Linked DNA regions of Rattus norvegicus: region 1 is linked to region 2. A link is a contact called in public Hi-C data. All regions are on one chromosome and are shown on one strand. The core of a region is the stretch at or near the end of the contact, and the rest is flanking DNA. Distances in the headings are between cores, read along the strand shown.

The links. Hi-C and Micro-C count contacts between places; a contact is called where the count stands out from the background.
Region 1: a contact with region 2 is called in a Hi-C map of the A7r5 cell line, with 8 times the contacts expected there. The contact joins the promoter of Sntg2 here to the enhancer-like site in region 2. A contact is called at or near these places in 4 of 12 Hi-C or Micro-C datasets (the A7r5 cell line, the Rat2 cell line, Schwann cells and 1 more).

Annotation. Positions count from the first base shown.
Region 1 is chr6:52,728,896-52,732,627 of GRCr8, forward strand. It overlaps Sntg2 (syntrophin, gamma 2), which reads right to left and starts at 2,077. Exons shown (of 17, transcript NM_001414914.1): 1 at 1,907-2,077. The coding sequence starts at 1,978.
Region 2 is chr6:52,274,272-52,278,002 of GRCr8, forward strand. All of the region lies in intron 21 of Myt1l (myelin transcription factor 1-like), which reads left to right. Among named protein-coding and RNA genes, the nearest start is that of Pxdn, 32 kb to the right of the region's middle. Within about 2 kb of position 2,215, at least 20 of the 93 cell types and tissues checked have an H3K27ac peak or open chromatin away from gene starts, as enhancers often do. A contact at or near this core is called in the A7r5 cell line, where this site is marked.

The DNA of each region.
Region 1 (3,732 bases), core at 827-3,326, 450 kb after region 2:
ATTGCTATGATTCAAACGAGCAGCCATTCTGAAGAATACATTATACTTTTGACTTCAGACAGAAAAATTAAAAGTAGGACTACAATAGATCCAGTGCCATCTACGTTTATAATTAATTTTCTAAGTAGATGCTCAAAATTCTGTCAACTGAAAAGATTGCATAGCTAGGCATTGAAGTTCAATTCAGTACAGTAATTGTTAAGGAACTGTGGAATTCTTCAAAGATGTCTATGCTCCAGGGATTTGCTAGGTGCCATCCATCAGAGGTTCGAGTACTGCAGCATGAAGTACAGTTAACACAATCCTGGGAGACTGAACTCTCCCAGGATATAAATATCAATCTTAGCAGATTTACTTTGAATACAACCTCAAACCTCACATATTGGGGTTTTGCACTGCATTACTGCAAACCACAGGTATGTTCTGCGTGATGACTTAAGTGTGTGGCCTTAACGGTGGCAAAAGTTCCCTTCGAGTACAGTTCTGATGGGCCATTTCACGTCATTAGGGCTCCTGTTACACATAGGATGCTGAACAGGTCTTGGGCTGTCTAGCAACCTAGTGATTGACATGGAGTTCAGCAAGATTTTTGAAGGCTTCCATGAAATGCATGCACTTAAAACAGAAGTCTGCCACTTCTGTTTCACTAAATCACTTCCACTCTTCCTCTAATGATAACAATTACTAACAGGACTTGTTGCAAGACTATTTCCCAAAATGCACTGTGGGAGGACATTCTATTGAAGTCTCGAGAATAGTACGTCAGAAAGCCAATGACAACTTGCTTCCTTCTATTTCCAGGTAATCTTAAGTGTATTTTCTAAGGTATGAGTCCCATCTGCTGTACTTGGGTAACTAACTACTCACATTACAAAGATTTTAAACAAAAAAGTAAAATAAAACAAACAAACAAAAAACAAAAATCCTACCATGTTCCACCCAAAATGTTGAAGATGTCGCAGGATTCCCTAGGATGGTTCAACTCGCAAAGCAGATACACTGGTCTCAACCCAGTAAACATAGCACTGTGCACTAGCTATTTCTGAAGCATTGTGACTGGACAGTTAGCAGCCACTCCAGCCTACAGTCTTAGAGACCTTTGTTACCCTAAAAGGACCTTATTCTCCAGTAGTGCTGAAGGTTGGGCGTTTGAGCATAGTTAAAGAGGAGGTGTGACTGCACCCCAGGACACACTACAGCTTCCTAAGGCCACGATAAACAGCTGCCGTCTTGCACCCTTTCCAGAACACTTGGTTGTGCTGTGTGGGTGGCAACTTGAAGGTTTCCAAGAACTTTCCGTTTTTGTTTAAACCAACATTTCAGGGTTTTGTCAATCAATAGTTTCGTTTTTTAAAAATAGGGGGGTGGGTGGGTAGGACCTAGAATAGACTTTTAAAAACATGTTGCAAAGTTGGCCCATCAGCATCGTCTTGGTTTCTGGAGATACTGAGCTGGTGGCTCAAGCGATAAGCAGAGACAGTTGGCATCACACCTCATCAAGGGGACAACGAGAACCCCTGCAGAGTGCCTGAGTTGCTGCAAAAGCCCCTGCCTGGGACCAGAGAGACCACTCCTTGGAAGAAATGCTGGGCAGAGCCCAAACCCCATGGTCTGGAAGACCTTAGCTACCACGCAGTAAAAGAAAGCACCTGTGCCCCATGACCCAGATGTTAAAGATAAGAAAATAAAAACCTGCACGCTGGTAACTGTGATGCAAGGAAGACAAGATTGCGGTACCCAGGGGCTCCTGGTATCCACTATGTCCAGGGCCCAGAGCCAACCCCCGCCCACAAGAGCCACCCGGAAAGGGGGACACAAGGACTCACAGAAAGGAGGAGGCGCTGGGAAAGGAGGGGAGGCAGGGAGACTGAAGGGACTCAGAGGGCCTCCAGGGGACCCCACTCACCCGCGCGGGCACCAGTAGGTGACTAGGACGCCCGCGGGGGGCGGCCAGGGACTGCGATCCCTCGGCGCTCATCGCCGCCCACGCGGCTAGGCGTGCGCTTCGGGCTCCGGAGCTCCTAAGTCCAGCGCCTGCACGGCGCCCGCGCCCCTCTGTGGACAGGCTGGGGCGGACAGAGCCAGCAGCCACTGCGCTAGCAAGCAGGGCAGGCTCGGAACCCCGCCCACCTCCCAGCAGCCCGGCCCCTACTACTCTGTTCACCGCCCACCAAGTCCCGCCCGTTACCATCAAGCCCCGCCTTATGCCCGGTAACCCCGCCCACCAGCTCTGCCCTTCCACCTCCAGTCAGTGATGATGGTTGTACTGGTTTGTGAGAACTGTAAAGCCAGCTCCCACCTCCGTGCGGGGACCATCACTTCCCCCAGCTTGGCCAGCAAAGTACAGAGCTGAAACAGGCTCAGATGCGCGCCTCCCTTAGGGTTGGAAGGCTAACCGGGCACCTGGGCCATTGGGGACCAATAAGCTATTCCCAGTGGATTCTGGTGGTATCATCACTAGTACTTACAGATGCTTCCTGGTCACTTCTGCTGGCAAAGCTTGTTAGATTCTGAGTGTGGTGGTGCTTTATCCTGACAGCAGCCTTGGGTCCTTTTTCCGGATTTCCACACCATAACCTAGCCTGGCTACCCTAAGGATCTACTTTCTGGGGAAAAAAAGAAAGCATTAGTGGTCTCCATTCCTGTATGCCTGTCTTTTCCTCTCGTGGCATCTACTTAAGCTACAAGCTCCACTCTGAGGGCAGTCTAGGTTCTGTGCCCCCAATTTTACTCTGTCTCCCACACTTTCCAAAGAGGCTCCAACGTAGTCACCAGTCTAAGTTGAAAGTGTCTTTTATTAGATCAGATTTGTGTCAAAAGAAATATCTTAAAAGTGATATTGGGACCCCTAGCTACTATCACTTACAGGCATGGATGCACCAGTGGACAGCATCCTGAGATGCTTATCTTGACTTTACTGCTGCACTGTCAGGAAAAACTGGCAGTCTAAGGTGGGGTTTTCATGGTCATGGCTCACGATGGACAGACAAATGTGGAGCAAACCATTCGCAGCTGAAACCTGAGTGGCCCTGGGTTTGTGACCCAGCGGTACAGGAGCAAGGCTTTCCAGGTTCCCAAGTCTTATTCACCCTCTGCCTACAATTCCACAGCTTTGGTTCATGAAGTTGCATTCTGAAAAGTACATGAGTTCAATCTCTGAGAAATCAGAGGTCTGAAGATAGACCTCTACCTAAATTACAAAGGGAAGATTCATCCTGTAGTCTGAAGGAGAGGTAAGCATGTACCTATTCATCCTGTTAGAGTTGGTAGACTGGATACAAGTTCAAATTTTGCAGGTAAAAACAAACAAAACAAAACAAACAAAGAAAACAAAAACATGGGCATCTTCTGCTGAAAGCTAAGCTAATTATTAATTTGGTAAATACTGTGTCTTTCTTGGTGCTCACTGAAACCCTTTCTGTGTTCACTCCATGGTCCTTGATTCAGGATACTTGACACACACTGGGGCTGCTGTGGGAAGCTATACAACTCAGGCTTGAATAGTTTCTCAGATTTTGTGCATTAGGAGCTAGGGTTGCTCGTAAGAGTTTTGCTACTTCATTTCCAAAACAGTGGGGCCCCAGTTCATAAGAGTTAACAGTAAGAACACTGACCATCCAAAACCCTGAGAGGGCCTACCTATGTGGTGTGAATTTCCTCCAGTTTGGCTCAGAAGTCTCCATGATGCAAGTGGAGTTCTTCCTGGAATGTTTCCCAAAGTGAGTCACTGTC
Region 2 (3,731 bases), core at 965-3,464:
ACAAACTACTAAGGAGTTCCTGGGGAGAGGGACCACAGAAACAGAACTGAGAAAAATGAAAGGAAGAATATTACCAAAGAAATAAAGCAAGTAAGGTCACAGGATGGAGATCCTAAGCACGTCAGGGGAACAGGAAATGAGGAAAGCTCCCAATCATGCTCTCTCTGAGAAAAAGGGGGGGTTCTTTGCCTGTGGTGGAAGCTTGGTATGTCCATCCAGGCTACCCTGACCCTCCAGCCTCAGGCTAAATTCTCTCCCTGGGAACCTGTCTTTTCTCAAAGTCTGCCAGTGAACTTGTCCCTCACCTCTGCTGGAATCAACTGAGGTGGATATTGGTCACTCCGGATATCCTTACAACAACACATAGTGTTAGATTAAACAATAAACAGTTGGAAATTGCAGCCGTTCCACACTGACACATAGAACTGTCTATCACAAACAAAATCCAGGAAGAAGGAAAAGGGGAGAAAACAGAGGAGGGTAGAGGAGGGGAGGGGAGGGGAGAGGACTCAGAAACAGCCTGGGAAGTTAGAAACAGTGGTGTGTCTGCTTCTCAAGCCTCTGGGTGGCATTCTCTTTGAACCACCCAGCCCTGTCGTCTCCCCAGATCCCAACCCACTCCCCAGCACCAGCAGCCACTCCTCTCTAGGCTTCTCCCATGGCCCCTTCCAGGTGCTCTCCATGACAGTGGCAGCAATACAAGCTTCAGGACACTGCTCTTAAATCCAGTGCCCTCAGCGGATAAGTCAGGTCTCCAGCCATCAGCCTCTGCCTATCTCTGCAGCTACATCTGTCACTCTTAACACTGGCCATCCCCAAACCCAAGGCTACCAAGCTCTACCTCATCCATACCTGCTTACTCAGCAACTAAATGCTCAAAGGGAAATACCTGCCAGATTTCCCACCTCTGTTTGGACAAAGGTGTCAGAGCCCAAGTTAGGAAGGCAGTGGTCAGCCCAGTCTGGACTCCAGATCCTCTAGGAGCCCTGCGAAAATATTCTGTCACTCAGGGAAAGTGTGGACAACCACAGAGGACAGCATCCTGTCAACCACGACTGCTGCTCTCTGCAGGGCCTCCTTTGAGTGCTGCTCCACTGGGAACTGCTACTGTCGAGTGAAATAGATGGGGATATGAAATTCAGTGACCGTACAAGGGCTTCTTTTTTCTTAAGACTGGGCCTCTCTGTAGCCCAGGCCGATCTTGAGTTGGATGGAGATCTGCCTGTCTCATATGAGACTGTACCCAACTCCTAGCAAGGTTCTGGATACTCTGTAGTGTTTCTGGGGTCACCGCTGCTCAGTCACCCCCAATGACCCATTAGGTGAGCACCAGTCTCTCTAGTGTCCCCAAGTTTTGGGAAGACTGTTTCTTTATGGGACTGAGGAGGCTGGCAGGGTTTCCATGACCGAATAGGCTAAGCCACTTAGGTAGCTAGAACTTACGTCTGGGTGGCTGGTCACACAGCAAATTCCAAGTCCATAATATACAATGGTAAAGGCTCCTGGAAGAGAAATATCTCACACAGGCGATCGATGCTGCCTGTGTGAGAGATGCCCCCGCCCCCATCTCTGGAAGCCTCTAGAAGTTTGAATCTAGGAAAACCTGGTTTTGCTGAGCAGAGCCCCCAGTTGACCCTCACTGCGTGCTTCCCTGGGCTTTCTTCCAGATCACATTTTTGTTCCTTATCATCATGCCCTGCCCACTTTCACCACACATCCTTGGAAGTTTAGCTCCATGCAACTGAAGGTTCTCTAGGAAACTAATGTCCTGATAAAGACTAGAGACCCTCCCTCCTCCTTGTGCAGCCACTGAAATCCTTGCTGGGTCCTTAAATGATGTCTGGTGCCCGATGTCTGGGACCCCAGGCGAGGAAGAATGGGGGAAATGGGCGTGAACTATGGGTTCCCCAGAATTTCTCAGCTCTGAAACTTCAAATCAAAGCTCAGAAGCCTCCTGTCTTTATTAGAAAGAGCTTCCACAACAGTCTGAGTTCCTTTGCTTGGAACTCACCTTCTGAGGAAGGGAGGCTGGCTGTGTGCTCCTTCCCTGAAGCCAGTGGGTGTCTTATGTCTCTCAGACCCACTGCCAGGCAAAGAGGAGACTGCGTGAGTAACCAGCAGATGGCAGTATGTCTGCAAGGAACCGGACACTACCCAGAGGTCTAGGCTCAACTCCAAGTCTGACCCAAGAGGAGATGCACTCATGGGATTGGAATGGCAGGAACTGAATGGGATATTTGAGCAGGATGACGCATTCCTTAGGTCTGCTGCTTCCTGGTACAGTTTCCCAAACTCCCGCCCAGGCCTCACCTCCGTGTGTAACACTGTTATTTACCCTTTCTATCAGGTAGCTGTATCCACTGACGACAGAGAAGCAACATAAAATTGCTATTTCTAGGACTTCTGTTCAGATCAATGTGAGATGGCTTTTTTTGTCTTTTACTTCCCCTTACAAATGTAAAAAGGAAGGTTTCTGTTTTTAATCCTGGGCAGTGAATACCTGAGAGCTAAACTGAAGCAGTGTGGCCCAGAATGCATCTGGCTTTCTCCTGAGAACTGCAAAGAAAGAGGCACTGCCTGGAGTTAGGAAGTCTGGGACTCTACTTCAGGAGTCCTTGAAGCAGCTGCTAATAGTGCAGAGCCACCAGGCAGCACTTAATATCTGTTGTGGTAAAGCAATATAGATCAGTCCAAAGAACTCACTAGAAGCTATGCTTCTCATTGTAGAGAAAACAGAAGAAACTAGAGACATTCTCATGAGTGGAACCCAAATCAGGTTCCATGAAAACAATATCTTGAGTGGGAAATGCCCTCTGGTGTCAGTGTTTCCCATCATTGATTACATGCAATCTTACCAAAGTCAGCCAAAGCAACTCCTGAAATTCCCGGTGTGCTGTGCTCCTGGTCCAGAAAGAGGCTGAGATGCCCAGGTGTGATGTCTGGGGATGTGATCCCTGCGCTGCCATATTCTTGAGTTAGGAGAAGCAACTGAGCCGGGTGGAGACTGAGCCAGAGGCTTCCTAAAGCACATGCTTCTATTTAATAGATAATTAGGTGGGGAAAGTTGGGTGGTCAGTGCACAGTGCTGGAGCAGAAATATAAGACCGAAGAGCATCATGGGTAAATGTAGAAATGCAGAGAGGAGTTACCAGTGTGCAGACCTTAAGCTGACAACAGAGACATTTAAGAAGTACTGGCCTTGAGCTGAAGAAATGATCTGGAGTCCCAGGCCATTGCACAGAGTGTGTGTGGTTGTTGGATTCAGCCCAAGTAAAGGCCCTACAGTTCCATTTAGGGATGCAAACACATGGGTCCCAGGGATGGTAACTGTGAAAAACAATATGTGACAGGATTCTTCCTGAGGCAGCAGCCTGGATCCAAAGTAAAGAAGGGAGGAAGGCCTCTGGAACCCAGTACTCCACATTCTGATGCTCTCTGTCCAACTTTCTGGCCTCTGAAAAATCTGCTGCCAGAATGGCTAGGGAGGAGATAGTAATGGCCGTAATGTGGGAGATGCATGCTCTGTGGGCCTGGGCCAGGCCTTAGGCTGGAGCAAAGTGCTATTCTGAGAAGCATAGTCCTGATAATGTTTGCAGGAGGCTCAACCAGTAACTCATGCCCACAATCATACCCAACTTGCCCTGGAAATGGGGATGGGTCCAGGTATAGCCTCTTTGGATAGCATTGGCCCGGAAACTCTCATTTCAGGCACCTGACTAGCACAGACACTG